Linked DNA regions of Macaca mulatta: region 2 is linked to region 1. The links are chromatin contacts, called in public Hi-C maps. All regions are on one chromosome and are shown on one strand. The core of a region is the stretch at or near the end of the contact, and the rest is flanking DNA. Distances in the headings are between cores, read along the strand shown. Region 1 has its middle 630 kb from the start of DACH1. Region 2 holds the start of DACH1 (dachshund family transcription factor 1).

Region 1 (7,378 bases), core at 3,942-6,441:
AAATTAAAAGCTATAAATGTCATGCACACACACACACACACATTCATTAGAACACACACATATAAAATCAATTGCTTAAAACAATGTCATAGAAACTATTAAAAATAATACTTAAATATATTAAAAAATCAAATAGTCTACTGTTCAGTGGTTTAATCTATGAGCCTTTTGCAAATGAGATGAAAGGTGGTTATAGTTGCTATTTCAGCAAATTTGTTTTCTCAAGTTATACAGTAATCACCTTGTTCAAAGTTGGCTGATAATTTTTAACATGTCTTTTTTATGTTTCTGTATGGAAGCGCCTTTAATTCAGCTGGGTTACAAAACATACATGTCAGATAAAGTATTTTAAAATGATAAATGGAAAAATCCCATGTACATTTGAGTACTTGGTATTTCTGACTCCCACACCAATGCCAACACTTCAAAGCGGGTGGGCTTGGGAGTCCTCCACTGTTGTTTTCTTCTCACAAAGAGAGGGTCTGCAAATAAAATACTTTCGTATCTACTAGTTTGGCAACTTGATTCTATTCTTGAACTGATGGCTGTTTGACATTCTATGATGAATGGTATGTGGTCAGCTATTTCAGATTTTTCCGTTACTAGAATTACATTTCTAATGTAAGGATGGGTTATTATTAGCTAAAGCTTTTATTTCCTGGGATTAGGTAAAATGAAAAAGGTTATTTCTGTTGATACACCCCATTTCACACTGCAATGCAACTATTCAACTGTAAAACGTACTTAGATTTCTATTTGAATGGTCAAGGAATGGCTGATTATGTGTTATGGCCCTTTAAAGGGCCAGTGTTACTAATAGTCAAAACAAAGTTATTCATTCAATAATTTCATGGTCTTAAGGGCTATTTAAATTTTCTTTCTCAAAATTTTTGTGCGATAGTATAGAAAGACTTTAAGACATTTAGAAAATATGTAAAATAGCAACACTATATTGCCTTTAATGTCAAATGAAGTTTTAGGCTCATATCTAGAAATAATACTTGCTTACAACAATGGCTAGATATATTTTTGTTAATCAATTAGCGACCATCTATACTTAGTAATATTTATAACATTTGCTATTATTGGGCTTCACTACCTCATATTATATAGCATGTTGCTTTTCACCGTTTGAGAAAGGATACAACTGATTTAGGGAACACCTGGAAATTTTTTCACAGGAATAAAATGTAGCACTGTAGTTTATCAGGCAGATTTTTTTTTTATGACAAGAAGAGTTACTCCTCTGTGGGTGAACAGAGTTTTGGTTCTATTGCTGCCATATTTAGCACAGATAATTGGACCTGCATAATACCAATATTATTAAGGATCATCATATGCCTACTGCTGTAAATAGTGCTTATAAGAAATGAAATGTACATTTCTGAAAAAAGAAAAAAAGCTACAATTTCTCATATTATAATAATATAGACACATAGAAATCATTACTAAATCTAGCACTTCTAAAGGAAGTAGTTACGTTATTGAATAAAATGATAGCCTTGAAAAACACTTAGACAACAGGTTAAAATGCAAAACCTAAAGGGTATAATCACCGTCGTGTAAGTAGTTACTTTGAAGGTATGCCACGTTCTTATACTTGCAATTCAAGTGCTATTTTTTAAAAGTTGGGAAAAGTACATTAATATAGTTGGTAAACATAACATCAAGAAATTATTGAACAATCTTAAATTTTCTGCCAATGACAATAAAGAAAATTATTCAATAACCATTAAAATGTTTGTATAATAAATATAAAGTAAAACTCACTTGCTGCATTACTTCTCATATTCAAAATCATTAAAAATTAAATCAGGAAATACACATTGATAAAGTTTAATATGATGATAAAATGATAATTTTTTTTAACCTCATACGAAGTAAAGTATAGGAGAAAGTGAGAAACCCAAGACTTCATACACATGTGTAACATCGATGATTCTTTCCTGGCCTGTATTTTAACGCAGACCTGCCCTCTGAAAAGGGGAGTTTGTCATCAACACAGCATAGAGAAGTCTTCTCACAGGGGCAGTAACAATTATTTTTCTCATGTGCCTATCTAGTGCACTATGTATTTTTCTACTCGTGTATACACTGGAACACATTCTAGTTTCATGTAGCTATTTTGCAGATGTGCTCTTTTAGCCCATGTAGATTGAGAAAAAAAAAAATCCCTTTTTAAGAAGTGCCCACACCCCAGTCACCTGAGTCTTTCTAAGTGATGAGGAAACTGCTTTGTTTCCTTTCTCAATGTCTCCACATGAGAATTACCACCTCAGAAATCTGTGGAAGGTTTAGATCTTAGCTAATCCATGGCAGACCAGTGAGTGCTGGTTTCCTCTTCCAAAAATATTTCCAATTTTTCCCCTCCCTCCTCTACCTTTCCTCTCTCTCTCTATCTTCTTTTTCAGTAAAAATTTTGTTGGTCCCAAATTTTAAATAATGAGCATTTTCACAATATGAATACTATGTTTCCTGTTTTTTTTAATGATATGTTAATTGAGGCTTCCATGTTACTTTGAATGAGAGGCTACATCTTTAATCCTGATCTTCTTCTTCTAATCTCTTCTTTAATTGAAACTGATCCAAAAAAAAAAAAAAAACAAAAAACCTACATAGAGGCAGAGGTGGATTGGGAAATGGAATTTCTCCTTTCTTTACATAGCGTTTACTTATTCATAGATTTGGTCAAATGGTCCACCAGTCAATAGGCATATATACTGTTTGAACCCTATTTGATAGTCCTAAGGGCTGAATGAGTTCCCACTTTCCTAAAATAACATTAAGAACACCATCTCACTTCCCTTAATAATGGCGTAAAAACAAAGCTGGGTTATTCCTTTCTATGTGCTTTTTCAGAACAGAGGTTAAGGTTTTCAGGAATGAAAAACAATTAAATGGGTGTTGAGGGTTGCAGATGGAGTGATTCTGCTTTTATGTCTGTCTTTTTTTTTCTTACTTTTTAAATGAGAAGTTGTGAATATTCATAAATGGACATACATTATGTGCCTAATGGGCCTTTATCTTGCTGACTATAACCCCAGAGACAATAGACCATTATGTAACACTTTGCCTCGAGTACTGTATGAGAGGTTGTTCCACCTATGATCACTGTCCACAATTTTATGGAATCAAAATAAAGCAATCTAATAAATTAATTATTATAAATTAAAACACAATGCAATGTTTCAAACTATGTCCAATGTTGTTTTAGCTATTTGTATTACATGTTATTCTTTTGAGGCTCATACTCTCCTCCTTACAGCTACTTTAGACATGGAAGAGCAATTTAAATGCAAAATGCCTTTTTTTTTTCAAAGAGGGTGTAAGCCTACAAATGCATCATTGTGCATGGCATGTGGATGAACATTTCATAAGAATGGATAATGAGTAACGAGGTGCATCTTTTTCTCCAATAAAATTACTTATGAAATTCTGTGGCAGGCACATTCTTCTATGATTAAATAATTCCCAACGGTTCTCCACCATTTTCTTTTTAAATTTACACTTGGGTTTTATTTGCTAATGTTTTTGCTCCAGATTTCATGAAGGTCAATATTCCTCTTATCTCTTCTACAATAATGTAAAAGGTTTCTCTTGTCACTTTTTATTATTTGCTTCGATAAATAACTAATTTGGAGGATCATGATGTCCAAATATACTTTCTCTATTTTGAGAGATGCATAAACATTGAATTTTAATATCCCTACCACAAAACAAATTTTTCATTTGAGATAACAATATTTTTAAATGCATATACACTACACCTAACACCTTGATATCTATTTATCTATAATTATACTCAAAAAGTTCATGGGGACCTTCTTCACTTTGGAGGCATAGACTGAGCATGGGTATAGCAGTGTCCACTAGGGAGAGCTGCCTTACAGCACACCATAGCTATCAGCATTACCACATTTGATAATTCTCCATCACCAGTAACAGTAATGGAGAAAACAACAGTAGCTTTTCCAAAGCAGATGAGTTTGATAATAATATCTTCCCAAATCCAATATAATTATGTGATTTTATATGTGATTCACAGGTAAATAGAACTGCATAAATCATCAATTTTACACTTTGTTACCATTTTAATATGAAATGAACCATGTTCCAAACCATTCTTACTCTCTAATTCATCACTTCTCCTTGGGTGAGTAAAAGTAGTTTTATGATAATATCTCTGATTATAAGACAAAAAAAAGTTACTACATGCACTACATTAAACATTGTAAAAAGTTGGGTTATTTAAGGAAAAAACTATACACAAAGAAGAGATAATTTACCAGGACAAAGCACTGCTTTCAAACGTTAAACAATCACTCACGGGAAAACAACTACAAAATTCAATAGTTTTAATTATGATGCAAGGTCAATAAACTTCATCACAATTTTTTAAAAGGAGACTATATATTTAAAAGTTTTTACTATTGTGTCATCCATATAATTAAGTACTTTTAATCACTGATGTTAAGGAAGAGAGAAAGTTTCTATTGGATTTTGTTTGTGTTTTGGGGTCATTTAAAGCACAGCTAATTTCACTATAAAGGGGAAAGAAATAAGAAATCATTCAGATTGACTAGCACCAAAAAAAAAAAAACTCTACCTAATATGCTTATTTATACATAGCTGTTAAAACTGTAAGTGCTTAAAAAGATACTATCACTGATTGTATAATATTAAATCTTCTAAACTACAAGTGTTTAAAAATCACACCGACTTGTGACTTGAAACTGCTTTTGCTGAATATATGTATATTGTCAACCTCAATTACACATGCCTGTTGATTTGTGTACATCATTTACTAGTTATTCTTTCCTTTTTCTTTACTTTTGTTGTATTTATTTTCTTTCCACATCATCTAACTTTGGTTCCAGACTAACAATTATTTTAGTTTGTAATTGAGTTTAAAGGAACATGTTATTAAATCAGGGAATTCCATAAATATTGTTTAAAAGTTATAAATAGGTTGTCTTTGGTATTTGTCAACATAGAGTTCTTTCAATTAAAATATTTCCTGGCTACCACAGCGTGGAAGCTGCGGAAATTGGCTCCACATCCAGCTGGCTGATTCAGTAAGAAATCAGCTGGCCTCAATTTAGATTTCTTTTCTTTTAAAGCAGTGCCAAATTGAGGATTAGTACATTGTGGAGAGGGAGGCGGGCAGCTCCACCCCTGATCGGCCATTCTTCATTCCCTAGAATGGGCTTGCCCTCCCAGCCCCAGCTGTGCACTGAATTAATCTACACAGGGAGTTTCTCTATCTACACCATTTTCAACATGCTCTTCGAGGTCCTACACCACTTCTGACAAAAGTAAAATGTGGCTCTGGTGACTCTGGACTTGGGCATTTAACTGAGGCCTTAAATACAAACATGCACACACACACATTAAACACACACACATGCATATGGGGGTGGGTGGCGGTGTGGGGGGAGGAGAAGAGAGACGGTGCTTACATTGAAAATTGTGGAGACAGTCAACAGTAAACACTGAATCTTAGAAAAAAAATGAATAAGAGAATAACAGATAATAACAGGATTTATTCAGAAAACAGATCCATCTCAGGGAATTGGTGTGATTTTACTTCTCCAGAAATTGTCCTTCCAAACTAAGGGTGTGAGAATAATTTAGTTATCAACTAGAAAAGGGTAATTGAGAAGGGACACTCACACTTTTCATGACCTAACGCAAATATTTATTATTACCCTACCAGGGACCTCTTCTTCCATTCAAATCATCCAGGCTTACGTCTAGCACACCAACATTTTCATGTTCTGCATGGTACCTTCTCATGGCTCATGGGCCAATTATGAACTAATCCTGCTTTTATACCAACAAAGAAGGTCATATATATACAATTATACTGTAGGTTCCTATAACTGTGACATTTTGTAAAAAAATGCTCAGCCCTTAGAAGTATTATTGATGATATTATCTAAGAAAATTGTTCAGGGTTATGACCTCACTCAAACTGTGATCCAGCTAACCATATTTGCTTGAATTTAGCCTTGTTTTTTATAATCATCTATCTGACCATGAAAGGAATTTGCTTGTCTGAATTTTCACAAATATCTGCAAAAGCTATTATATTTATCATGAATTTAAATATTTTTAAAACTAAAGAGAGAATACAAAAGTATTTTAGCAAACAGTATGTTTTGTTTACTTCAGCTAATTTTCCTGATAGCTTGGAGTTTACATTATATAATTTGGATAAGTGGAAAGAAAACACACATGTAAAGGAGCTCTTCATTAGCTGTGCTATGAAGCTCTACAGAGATCATACCAGCAGAATTTACATCCTGACAAAAAAACTTATCACAGCAAAGATATTAACACTGAGAAACGTGACCAATGTATTTCAGGCCCTGGTCATCTGTGCCTTTACCTAGAAATAGATTTCATACATCTCCTCAATTTATTTTTTCTAACAACCGCTGGTTCTTTAGCATGATCTAGGTCCAAGGTCAACAGCTAGTGCTCGCTACCAGCGCAGCTAAGACAGAGAGTTATTTTAACTTTCAGACTTTCCTTGTGATTTTTCACAAGTTTGTAATACTAGTCCATGAAGCTATCAAATCTTCATCTATAAAAATGTATTCTGAAGCAGTTGAAAAAAACCCGAGACTGCTCTTTAAAATATCAGGTTCTGTGTATTGACTTAAAATAAAAATTACATGGAAAAACAAAAAGTGTGATGTTGGTGATATTGTTTAGGTCATATTGTGCATTTCTGCTTATCATTTCTGGCTGAAATAGAAAACCTCTATAAAAGAATTTACTTGTAAATGTAAATGTTAACCCAGTTTATACAAAAAGCATATTTGTGTGCTCTCTCTTCAGAGGTGAATTTTAAAATCCGTATTACTTTTGTGTTTTCAGAGAAAAACTAAAACAATAGCAAGAAAAAAAACAGGAAAATAAATGTATCTATGGATCAAAAAGCAATTTAGATTGCAATTGCTTCTGTAGAAATGAAATAGTTTTCAGTGCCAGATTAACAGTAGGAAAAAGTCATGTGGATCCTTGGCCACTGTTGTGGTATGAGAATGCTATGGGATCCCATAGGAAAACAAAGGGAAGTGCTTTTAATTTTTGGCCACAGTGCCTGAAAATATACAAGGAATTAGATGGAAAACACGGTGACATCAATGGTCATAAAATTGTGACCTTCATCTTGATAGAATAAGACAAATAAAAGTTTTCCCTAGCACCTGGCATTTAAACATTAAAGGAAGTTGTAAGGACAACCTATTCTTTTACAATGGACCTAAGTGTTTTCAAATATTCATGATGTTCATGCTTTTGAAACATTAAAAGCATAGTATGCTACCTTAGGAAAAAATAAAAACCCTCAGAAGCTATTCTGAACATG
Region 2 (7,018 bases), core at 1,062-3,561, 620 kb after region 1:
ATCAGGCCCGCTCAGCATTCCAGTGCAAAGTGTGCACCTGCTCGCTGCTTAAGCTACTAACCTTTAAGAAAAGAGAAAGAAAGAAAGAAAACACACTTTGGAGAGAAAGAGACAGAGAGAGAGATCGAGAGAGAGCGCGCTTCGTGGCTTTCCTTCCTAATCTCTCCAGTTCAGCTTCCATTGAGTCTCGGGCACTCGGTCACCTCCCCCTACCGAAGAAAACCTGCTGGTTGCCCTCGCATCTGCCCCGGGGCCACCGCACCCCTTTATTTCCTTTGCACACGCACTCACTCACACGCGGACACACGCACACATGCGCGAACACACAGACCCCTCCCCTCGACGGGCTTCCCCTCCGGGCTTCGGAGCTCAGCTCCCCGGAGCTCATCCCCCGGGATGGCCCCGGTCTCTCAGCCTCGCGGGTCATTTCCCTCCCGACCTCAAAGTGCCCTCCTTGGGTGCTGGCCCGCTCCCTCGCCTTTCCCAGCGGGCCCCTCACCCGGAGCGCGTCTCCCCGCTCCCCGAGCCCTGCGGAGCAGGTCACGACCTCTCCCCGCCCCTGGGACGGCGCTCGGCGCCACAGATCAGCCCTGTCGGTGCTGGGAAGCGGGCGGTGGAACCCAGGTCCTAGGGAGCGCACGAACGCGGACGGCAGCGCTGAGAGGGGTCTCCAGGCGCCCGCGCGCCCGGGGCAGGGGGCTATGGCTCCAGGAAAGACGCCTTCCTCCTCCGGCTCGTCCCCTCCGCCCCGAGGCTCGGCTTTTCCCGCGTCCCACAGCAGCCCATCCCCAGGACCCACTGGGCAAGGGGCGGACCGGGCCGAAGAGCGAGGTCTGGGCAGGGTGAGGTGCCAGCTTCTCAGGGGTCGGGCGCGGCTGGCGAACCCCGAGCAGGAGAGGAGAGGGCCGCGCTCGCCGGGGCGCGCGGCTCGCGGGCGCGCAGAGCGAGCGGCGCCGGGAAGGGAGCGAGGGCAGGGCGAGCAGGCGGGTGGGAAGGGGCGCGGGTGGCGGGGGCTATCCCCCGCGACTCACCTTGCGTTGGTGCAGTCATTATAGAGGGTCTCGAAGTCCTTCCTGGAGATGAGTTTGCAGCGGTTCACTCCTGGCTGGATGGCGCCCAGTCCCCTCAGGATGCGAACCTGTTCCACATTGCACACCACCGGCGTGATCTCCAGCCGCTTCAGCTTGGTGTAGACCGTGTGCAAGCCCCCCACCAAGTGCTTCAGGAACAGGTCGAAAGCCTGGGGCAGGCAGATCAGCTCGCAGCCCTCCACCGTGAAGGAAGCCACTTTGGCCCCCCTCAGATCCACCATTTTGCACTCATTATTCTGGGGGGTGTTTTCCACTGGGGACGGGGTTGAGTACACGGGTTTCCCGGGGAGGGGGCCGCAGCTGCTGCTGCTACTGCTGCTGCTGCTACTACTGCTGCTGCTGCTGCTGCTGCTACTGCTGCTGCTGCTGCTGCCGGTGTTCGCGTTGATGGGGGTGCTGGAGGCGACGCCGCCGCCAGCGCTGATGCCGCCGCCGCCGCCGCCGCCGCTGCCGTTGCTCGCGGCCGCCAGGCTGGGGTTGCAGTTGCTGCCACCGCCGCCGCCGCCACCGCCGCCTCCGTTGCCACCGCTGCCGCCGCCGCCTCCGCTGCCGCCGCCGCCGCCGCCGCCGCCGGTGGAGGTGACTGTGGCCGCCGCCGCCGCCGAAGCAATGGGCTCCGGGCGGAACAGAGTTGGCCCAGAGGACGCCGGGGGTCCGATGGAAGGAGCCGGAGACGAAGTCGCCGAGGAGGTGGAGGTGGTGGTGCCAGAGGAGGAAGCAGACGTGGAGATTGGGGGTTGAGGGGGGACCAGCTGGGTCGGAGGGATCAAAGCCGCCGGCACTGCCATGGTCACATATAAGGGGAAACAGACGGAGGAGAAGCGAGGGGAAAAGTTGCCACACACCCCCGGGAGGGGAAGGGGAAAAAAGGGGGGAGAAGGAGCGAGGGGGGCAACAACAACAACTCCAGGAGAGAACGAGAAGGAGAAAGGGAGAGAAGGGGGAGAAAAGGAGGTGAAGGTAATAAAGAGAGAGCGCAGGAGGGGCGAGCACGAGAGGCGCTCTGGAGAGAAACGCACAAAAGTGTCCCGCAAGTCGAAATGCGAGTCCTCTCCGGGGGCTGGGATCGAGGGCTGGTTTGGGGGGGGAAGGGGGGAGGGTCGGCTGTTGTTGTGTGGGTCCCGGTCTAGCACAAAGTTAAGGATGAAGGTGAAAAGGAGGAGGTTTGAAGGACTTGGGCTCTCCCTGGCAAGTACATTGATCAAAGATTGAGAGGGGAATGACAGAGAGAAAATGAGCTGAAAAGTGCAGGCTGCCGGCTGGACGAGTTGTTGTTGTCACACGGTGCAGAGGGGAGGAGCTCCGGAAACTTGAAATACCCTTTGAAGCCGCAAAAACCTCACTCACTAGTATTAACCCAAATTATCCAACCAGGAACTCGGAGCAGAGACTCCGAGAGCGCGAGACACTGGAAAGGGAGCGTGCGAGGAAGGGAGGAGGGGAGGGGGAGGATACGGAAAGAAACTGTGGGAGGGACGGAGAGGAAAAGCCAGGGACACAGAAGTGGCGATCGGAAAAGAAGAGGGAGATCATCTACTTCTCTTCTACTACTACCGTTAGATTGCATGTCTCACATTCCATTTCGTTCGCGGCGACTGGTAATTTTTTCCAAAGCTTCTTAACAATCGCCCGCCAACTTAAACAGGAGCCAGAGCGCTCCGAGCTCTCCTTCAAGGATTTAGGATCCATCTCCACGCGTTTTGGCAATGAGCTAGAAATGAAAACACAGCCCCCACTTCATAATTGTTCAGAAATTATTTTGAGGAAAATTCACATGTAAGCAAAGCGTAACGTTCTTTTGCATATGATTGTTTTATTTCTCTACTAAATTATTTATATAAAGATAGTGAAAAATTCCAGGACAGTTTTCAAGTGGTGAGAAGAAAGTCAGTCCGAAATCGCTTAAGAATAATGGAAAGCTCGGTATTCAATTCCATATTTCCTAATAGGTTGTGGAAAGAAATGCTTGACTTGATGTGGATGATTTAGAATAACTTCACTGTCGCCCCAAAAGCCAGTCAGAAATACCTGTTAAACCTAGAGATACCAAGGAGATAAGGCATCCTTGAAGATTTAGAAAGTGGAAAAAGGCTTTTCTTACCCAAAACTCTGTAATTAAATCACCTGTCTTACATAGTAACCAACTATCCTCATGTCCTTTAAGACCCAAGGCCAGCTGCTAATGTGTTTTTTGGACAACACAATAGTTATTTTTTTTTTTCATGTTTGAAAAGTGCTGCTGTAGTTTTGGAAAGTCCTTTTCAATTTGTCAGTAAATATATGTTTTGTAAATAATGAGAAGAACAAAAACAAATCTCACTAGTTGACTTGTAAAGACGAGTAGCTGTGCTTAAAACAACATGAGGCTGAGTTTAGACTGGACTCTCTTCTCCTTTCCTTCCTCTTTCCTTTTCTTCTTTTTTCTAACTTGTTGCATTGAGATATTTATTCAAGGATTTTTGACTAACATATGATTTGAAAATGGGTCAAATCTATTTGCTACTCATATCTCCAAGTATCTTCAATTAGTTAGCCTTTGAACCGGTCTACACATGTTCATTAAGTTTATAAGATATGAAGCAATGCTTTAGTATTTGGCAGATTTTAAAATAAACTATTAGTAGAGGTTCACAGTGTTGGGAAATTTTATAATACAATTTTCACCATTCTGGTGTTGAAATGATCTCATTTCTCTTTATCATTTTAAGCCTTTGAACTCTGTGAATCGTAATGTCAAAAAGTGCAAGAACTGTCTACCGAGAAATAGAAATATGACACTATGGACTAATTAGTGTATGATTTTACTAAACTTTTTGGGACATAGCAGTTAAATCAGGAGGCTTTCCTGGGAGATGAGAATTCAGAAAATCGATTGTTGCAGAAAAGTCCATGAACTGCCGCAAGGACAACTAAAGTTTACACAGTTGTTTGGCCTGGTTAACCAATGCATTGTAATACATTCAGAAATATTTTTTATTAATGTTTTAGTCTTCAAATTTGTTATCAGTTAAAAGTAGGAATTCAATATATATCGCATTTATCAAAACACTTCCTTAAGTGTTTTTGCATGTTTTAGAAAATATTACTTTTTTAAGACATGCCAAATTACTATGTTAATGAGGGGAGGGGAGGAAGAAAGTATTAAGCCCTGAAAAGCTAATTTTATTTTGGAATTCTATGCCTAACTTTAATAAATTTTGATATGGTTTTAAAAGACTAAACTATAGTTACATTAAGTTCTAGACCCACAAATGGAAAAATGGGAATTAAATGTCAAGCATCTGCCATTACCATTCTCATTTTTTACATTTCCTTAAACTATCACTCACCCAATACCTGCCACATTCAGAAGCTACAGACAGGAAGTAATGATAGCAGTCCAAGCCATAATCCCACCTTGCTTCGAAGCAAACTCCAAATTTTCTACTGTAGGGAAACCTTTGCCTTCGAGCACGTGCTCCACTCAGAAGCAGGGCTTAGAGACATTTGCCCCAACCTGAATGAGAGCTCTCGAGACTTCCTTCCCCTGACCTCAGGTCCCCTTCGATCAAACAATAGGATTAGAAAAGACATATAGCACAAATTAAAATATGTAGGAAATAAAAACCTTGACAATTTTGAAGGTTTTATCTTTTTTCTTTCCTTTTCTTTTTCTTTTTCTTTCTTTCTTTTTGAGCAATGTTGCCAATGAATAAGGCAAACAGTTATTTAACAACAGCAGATAAATCAACTTAGAGATTTTGAATTCTCACTCCATTGCATATTTAGCTTTCAGAGCTTTTGTCTTGCTTGTTTATTGTTTTACATCTCCGCTTGTTTCAGGTCCTTTCCCTCCATCTCATCTTCCCCAACCTTCACTCAATTTGCATAAGCAAAACTCAAAGTACTGTAACTGATATTAGAAAATTCTCCCTGTGTGTTGTGAAGATGTATTGTGCTGAAATCAATAAGACTGTTTAAAATTCAAAGACCTGCAAATCGTTCTGTTTGTCCTTTGATAGGGCCTGTGCTGATTAAAATGCTACCAAGAAAGCTTAATTGCTGCACTAATTAAGAAGTCTTTAATTTCTTTCCTAGGATATCGTTTGAAGCTTAGCTTGTACTAGTTCAGGGAAGGTATTTTCTTCCCTCCCTCTACCCCCTTCTGGCCCCTCCCCTCCCTTTCCCCGTCCTCCCTTCCTCCCCAACCCCCGCCTGACAAGGAGATCCCTACGAATGGGAACTAACCGAGAGAGTGGTCTCAGGTCTTGCTATTTATTAGTTAACAAAAATCGGCACAGGATGCAGAGTTTAGTACAGTATGAAATGCAGTTTTGAGAAGAGCTGTAAGGTTGCAAGAGACAGTAAGAAAATACAAAGTAGCTGTTGCAGCTAAAGTCCCGATGAATACCTGGATGACAACAGGCACTTTAGCCCGATGATGAGGGCATCCTATTTGGTTAAAAGGGGCAGTGACAGGGAAATGAAACAGGGACACATAAAAAACATACTTTCAAAACCTGTGGTTTAAAAAAGAAGAATAAATCTGTAGAAAGATGGACTTAGAGTTGGGATTTGGTAAGTATCATTTTATTTTATGAGTATGAAAACATGAATTCTATGGGGATTTATTTTTGACCCTTTTTATAACCCAGGGAAGCACAGCACTGTATTACATCCATTCCATTCTTATCTATTGACCTATTTTATTCACTGATTTCTCAAGTGGGGAAACTGACTAAATGATTTCACAAAGCTTTCTCTGTAATCAATAGTCATTTTTTTAGGTTTATTCATGCTGCATTATAATTCTGGTAAACGACTGCAAAGCAGAAGATTGTAAGAAAGATACAAATATTGACAAAGCCAGGATAAGTCATGTCTTTAAACCTTCAGAGTTTCAATATAATAATTGATATCATTATTTGAAAAAAGGGAAATGCATATTTCACAGCATATAAAAAACTAAAATGATGGAGTAACTTAAAGGCAATATATATCTGAATGTATTTCTTGAATATCTCAAATTTTCCTAAAAGCTTAGAGTATCCTCTTTTTATAGCATCACTAAGTGAAACGGAAACAATTTGGGCATATGCAGAAATAACAAGAAGAAAAGATTCATTGCAATTTTATTATTTTAATTTTTTCCCAAGTTCTCTTAGAGACATGCACAAAAACATACAGATGTATATTCCAGATATAGAATGAATCCCTTTCAGTGACAGGACAAGGAGATAAAATGCTTAATAGATTCAAAAGGAGATTTACCATTCTGAGCACGACGTCACTCTAATTATGTTTACCCTAATTGAAAGCAAGGTTTTTTGGAATCTGAAATTACTTTCAGATTTTTTTTTTAAATAATGCAAGTAGATCAAATGTTGATCACAAGCATTTCAATCTTTCAAAATGTATTGGAAAATTAAATGAAAAGTGGAGTTTGGTACAAACAATGCCCCAGGGCAAAAAACAACTAACACTAGATTTTCCAGTCCAGCCATAACACAAATCAATTTGAGCACACTTCTATGGCCAGACTGCCAGATTGTTATGACTGCTAATTCACTCAATCAAAGAGTGCATTAGCACACCCGGCACAAATAGCTTTAACAATAGAGTGCATTTCTCAACAATTCCAAGATATATCACAATAGAGAAGTAAAGAGGAAGATCATTTTTACATCTACATATTTACTAATGGACCTGTTTCCTTAGGAGAAAAAAAAAAAAAAAAGATAAACTTCAAGCATAGGTTTATTAAAGAGCTATCAAAGTTTGGCAAATCTAAAAAGATATCAGGGTACCAGTAGTTCACTGACTTTGTTAAACGTTTCTCAGGAGAGAATCCACAATTGATGTTTGCACTTCAGTAGTAAATCATTGAAGATGGAGAAATTATGCCAAGTGACTGTCTCAAGCCTTTTTAACTCAGACACACAGCCTCC

Evidence for each region. Hi-C and Micro-C count contacts between places; a contact is called where the count stands out from the background.
Region 2: a contact with region 1 is called in a Hi-C map of fetal cortex germinal zone, with 2.6 times the contacts expected there. The contact joins the promoter of DACH1 here to the enhancer-like site in region 1.

The regions. Positions count from the first base shown.
Region 1 is chr17:65,991,085-65,998,462 of T2T-MMU8v2.0, forward strand. No RefSeq gene overlaps it. Among named protein-coding and RNA genes, the nearest start is that of DACH1, 630 kb to the right of the region's middle. Within about 2 kb of position 5,192, at least 8 of the 40 cell types and tissues checked have an H3K27ac peak or open chromatin away from gene starts, as enhancers often do. A contact at or near this core is called in fetal cortex germinal zone, where this site is marked.
Region 2 is chr17:66,618,935-66,625,952 of T2T-MMU8v2.0, forward strand. It overlaps DACH1 (dachshund family transcription factor 1), which reads right to left and starts at 2,312. Exons shown (of 12, transcript XM_015121170.3): 1 at 1,032-2,312. The coding sequence starts at 1,879.